Linked DNA regions of Oncorhynchus mykiss: region 1 is linked to region 2. The links are chromatin contacts, called in public Hi-C maps. All regions are on one chromosome and are shown on one strand. The core of a region is the stretch at or near the end of the contact, and the rest is flanking DNA. Distances in the headings are between cores, read along the strand shown.

What was found. Hi-C and Micro-C count contacts between places; a contact is called where the count stands out from the background.
Region 1: a Hi-C map of liver shows a contact between it and region 2, with 4 times the contacts expected there. A contact is called at or near these places in 2 of 3 Hi-C or Micro-C datasets (blood and liver).

The regions. Positions count from the first base shown.
Region 1 is chr2:26,538,904-26,541,603 of USDA_OmykA_1.1, forward strand. All of the region lies in intron 2 of LOC110539173 (E3 ubiquitin-protein ligase znrf2), which reads left to right. Among protein-coding and RNA genes, the nearest start is that of LOC110539162, 19 kb to the right of the region's middle.
Region 2 is chr2:26,451,357-26,454,098 of USDA_OmykA_1.1, forward strand. It overlaps LOC110539173 (E3 ubiquitin-protein ligase znrf2), which reads left to right and starts at 1,325. Exons shown (of 5, transcript XM_021626136.2): 1 at 1,325-2,437. The coding sequence starts at 2,026.

The sequences.
Region 1 (2,700 bases), core at 103-2,602, 88 kb after region 2:
TTAGCTTAGTGATGAGCTTTGAGGGCACTAGAGATTGCATCATCGGTGGATCTGTTGGGGCGATATGCAAATTGGAGTGGGTCTAGGATTTCTGGGATGATGGTGTTAATGTGAGCCATGACCAGCCTTTCAAAGCACTTCATGGCTACAGACGTGAGTGCTATAGGTCGGTAGTCATTTAGGCAGGTTACCTTAGTGTTCTTTGGCACAGGGACTATGGTGGTCTGCTTGAAACATGTTGGTATTACAGACTCAGACAGGGAGAGGTTGAAATTGTCAGTGAAGACACTTGCCAGTTGGTCAGCGCATGCTTGCAGTACATGTCCTGGTAATCCGTCTGGCCCTGCGGCCTTGTGAATGTTGACCTGTTTAAGTTCTTACTCACATGGGCTGTGGAGAGTGGGATCACACAGTCGTCCGAAACAGCTGATGCTCTCATGCATGTTTCAGAATTACTTGCCTCAAAGCGAGCATAGAAGAAGTAGTTTAGTTCGTCTGGTAGGCATGTGTCACTGGGCAGCTCTCCGCTGTGTAGTCTGTAATACTTTGCAAGCCCTGCCACATCTGACGAACGTTGAAGCCAGTGTAGTACGATTCGATCTTGGTCCTGTATTGACACTTTGCCTGATTGATGGTTCGTCGGAGGGCATAACGGTATTTCTCATAAGCTTCCGGGTTAGAGTCCCGCTCCTTGAAAGTGGCAGCTCTAGCCTTTAGCTCAGTGCGGATGTTGCCTGTAATCCATGGCTTCTGTTTAGAGTATGTACGCACAGTCACTGTGGGGATGACATCATCAATGCACTTATTGATTAAACCAGTGACTGATGTGGTGTACTCCTCAATGCATTCGGAAGAATCCCGAAACATATTACAGTCTGTAGCAAAACAGTCCTGTAGTTTATCATCCGCTTCATCTGATCACTTTTTTATTGGCCGAGTCACTGGTGCTTCCTGCTTTTATTTTTGATTGTAAGCAGGAATCAGGAGGATAGAATTATGGTCAGATTTGCCAAATGGAGGGCGAGGGATAGCTTTGTACGCATCTCTGTGTGTGAAGACTCTTGTTCTTCTCTAACTGTCTGGAATAAAGGAAGAATTGACAATTTAACAAGGAAACTAACACTGTGGGATAGAAGGGGTCCGATATCTCCAATACATAGTTCTTAAAGCTTTTGAATTGGACTATAATTAAATAATATTGAACTCTAATTAAATAATAATAACAATTTTCTTGAAATTGCATCATATTCCAGCTGAAGACACCTCCTGCAATGTGTGGGTTTGGGTGTGGGTGTGTGTACGTGTGTGTACGTAATGTATTTGTGTACGTGTGTGCGTGTACGTGCAAGGTCACCAACATCAAAACTCAAGTGGTAGTAGATTATTTATAGAGGAATGATCTCTCTCTCCCACTCTCTCGCTCTCTCTCGCTCTCTCGCTCCCTCTCTCCCTGTCTCTCTCTCGCTCTCCCTCTCTTTCGCTCTCATTTCAACTCAAAGGGCTTTATTGGCATAGGAAACATATGTTTACATTGCCAAACAAGTTAAATAGATAAGTAACAAAGGTAACATACACAATCAAAATGTACTGTAAACATGACAGTCACAAAAGAGGAATAGAGACATTTCAAATGTCATATTATGGCTATGTAAAGTGTTACAACAATAAACATAGCCACCTCCATCTCCCTCCCTCTCTCTCCCTCTCCCTCTCTCTCTCTCCCTCTCTCTCTCTCTCTGCCTCCCCCTCTCTCTCTCTCTCTCTCTCTCTCTCTCTCTTTCTCTTTCTCTCTCTCGCTCTCTATGCCTGCTGTCCTGCTCTCTGTTTAACACACACTGAGTGTGTTGGTCAGTTTTTACAGGAACAGTAGCCTGGTGTTTTAATGAAGCCATAACCCTCTGGTGTGTGTGTGTGCATGTACATGTGTGTGTGTCCTTTTTCTGAGTCCCTTGCCCCCAATCTGTGTTTCCTGTAGCTGTCAGCTGAGCCAGTAACATGTGTTTCTATAACACATCAGATAAAAATATCCAACAAATGAGAGAGAGAGAGCAGTGCATGAGAGCAGTTTTCATTCTCACTTGCTTCCAGTATGAGTAAATAATCAATTATTGAAGCAGGATTTGGTCTGAGGGCTGTAGATAACATGACATATACAACCACAGAACCAACTGTTGAAATAAAGATAGTGGTTGAGTTATGCAAATTATTAACCCAGGCAGACACAATGGAACAGGTATGCAAACACTTGTGTGAGTCTGACATGGTAAATAGATTAATATAGAGAATAGATGGTTGTAATGCCGTTCTGAGACCTCAGGAGGGATCCTATGACAGAGAAATGCTGTGTTGTCAGCATTTCGCTACACTCGCATTAACATCTGCTAACCATGTGTATGTGACCAATACAATTTGATTTGATTTGGAGCGATAACAGAACACTGTAGTAGTGGGATTCCTCCTATCAATTCCACACTATTGAGAGCTTGATGCAGAACAGCACTTGCTTTAAACTGTGTGTTGTTGTTTGTAAGGAGGAAAGACCAAATGCACCTCTCCACCTCCCCCTCCTCTCATCATGACATCACATGTCCCACTGCATTAGAGCCTGCTCCCAATGCCAGTTTGGTCCATATGGACCACTAGGGTTTAACCATGGATATAGAGCTCCCCCTTCAGGAATTGAAGTGTAAATGAAATCAT
Region 2 (2,742 bases), core at 75-2,574:
TTGAGGGTACCTGAGGAATAAATATAAATGTAGTTTGACTTGTTTTAACAATGTCTAGAGGTAGCTTTTTGGATTCCTTTCTCTGCATGTTGAACTCATATCGATGGCGCCAACTAAACAGACTTTTGGGGATATAAAGAAGGATTTTATCTAACAAAACGACCATGTATGTTGTAGCTGGGACCCTTTGGATTACAAATCAGAGGAAGATTTTCAAAAAGTAAGTGATTATTTAATCGCTATTTGTGATTTTATGAATCCTGTGCTGGTTGAAAAATGTGTTGATGTGGGGCGCCATCCTCAATCGCATGGCATGCTCTCACTGTAAAGCATATTGTAAATCGGACAATGCAGTTAGATTAACAAGAATTTAAGCTTTTAACCGATATAAGACATGTATGTACCTAGATATTTAATATCCAGAATTTTTACAATTATTTATTTGAATTGTGCTGACGGGACACCTAGCCCTAAATATGCCAATTCTGTCTTCTTTATTCAAATGTATTACTGACTGTACTGCTATCTGAACGCTGCTATTGCTGATAATATGGAGAGAATACTGACAGAGAGAGAAAGAGCACACTGATATGTTTCGCTGGTTTGAATCGCCGAGCCGACTATGTGAAAAATCTGTCGATGTGCTTAATAAATATATTGCACCATTCTCTATGCATGTAGCCACTGGGATTTTAGTTTTCAAAATATGTGTTTGCAATAATGTTGATTATCTTTAAAAAAAAAATGGCTGTGTGTGTACTTAATTGAACATAACCAAATATGAATCAACAAGAAATATGTGACATCATCATCATCATTGTGACATCATCAACAAATTGAAACATTGTATAATGTTTTACTTGTTCCAGACAATGATATGCAAAATGTTGTGGCATAGGTTATTTTGATCCTGGATTAACCCTTTGTAGGTTACATGACAGTCATGTCTTAACTGGGTTACATCTGACCTACTATTCTAGATAAGTATGGCTGTAGGCCTCTGCAATAAATGTCACCAAAAAATAATTGAATGTTATGCATGTGAATGGATTCTTGAAACTGTAGTTTATCAGTTTATTCCTAGAGTCTATGGTTTATTATGTTTTATAAGAGGGACATGAACCATGACTGAGTTTGCAGGTTTGCCTAGATCTATTTGTGTCTCGTTTCCAGCAACAAATGCGTATAATTTAACAGGTACTAAAAGTATCCTCAGTCCTTTCCCACTGTCCTTGGTCCTATTGCCCAAACTTGCCACTCCTGAGTGAGGCTTGCTTTTGTTATTGATGTCGCTTGGCTTGTGCTCTGCTGGTGCTGACGTAACCTGACGCACAAGGACAGAGGATCCGCCTCCAAACTCGACTCACTCGGCAACCAAGTCAGTGCTCAGTGCTGTGCGCACGTAGCCCCGTCCCGGCTATTGTCGTTTCTGCTCTGCTGTTTCTGTCATCCCCTTCCCTCTATCACTTCCTCCTACATTATAATACTTTCACTGTGACTGCCTGCGGTCGGCTAACAAGGAAGCGTGGGGAACGTGGCTCTTTACTTTCGTATGATAGAGAGGACATATGGCGGCGGACTGTTATTATTCAGAAAACAACAGTCAAAGCATATTAATCCAAAACAAGCAACCGGGACGAGGAAAGATTCGATAACTGCAAAATGGCTACAACTACTTATTCTGGATTATGTTCGTGACATGTTATGAACTATTCGCAAAGTTTTAATGTCAAGCGTGTTTACTTTGTTTTAGCGCACCGTAAGGACAGCTTTCCAACCCGTTGTTTTGCATCGCTGTCAGTTACTTTTATTCATTGACATTTTCAACCTGTCATTGGGGTCGTAACGACGTATAATTTCCACTTTTGGTATTTTTATTTTAAACACTGCCCTGGACTGGGTGGTCGTGTGTTTGTGTCCCTTTGCGTTTTAAATGTGGCACACTCACTGACCGCCACCGTGCTGCACGAGCCCTTTAGTAATTCCGGGTAAATTTGTGGACGTGTGTTTGCACCAGCGACCGACATGGGGGCTAAGCAGAGCAGCCCAGCCGCTAACGGACGGACCAGGGCTTACTCGGGCTCGGATCTACCTTCGAGCACCTCTACTACCAGCAATGGGAACGGTAGGACTGCAGCGATGGCAATGAGCTATCACGTGTACGGCCAGTCGGCTCACGGGGCCTCGGGAACCACAGCGACCTCCAGTCAACACATTGGCCATAGGACGAGGTCCGTGGGAGGCAGTTCTGGAGGGTCAGGGCCAAGACCCCAGTCAGGCATCAACATCCCTGACAGCAGGGGAGCCTACAGCTCACAGGAGTCTGGCAGCAGCACCCCGGAGGAGGCAGAGAGGGACAGGTCCAGCGGGGGGCTAGGGGGTCCCCGGTTGTTGATTGGATCATTACCAGCACACCTTTCGCCTCACCTTTTTGGAGGTAAGAGACTGGCTGACAATAAGGTAGCAACATGCAGCAAGCAACGTGTGTCTGTGTAGTGTTGAATCTGTTTTATTCACTGAACTCTGTCTAAATGTGTTTTACACCTGTTACTCAACAGTGTGGACCAAATGTGTCCTAACCTCAGTTTTACAGCTACTTGCACCTTGACGACATGTTTGTAGTTTTAACTGTGTAACAATAGTGTTGTAACATTTTAGATGATCATAGATTACAGTCAGAATGGATAGGCTACGATTCAATAACCCCCGCCTCATCCTCTTCCTCCTCCTTATCTGCCCCAT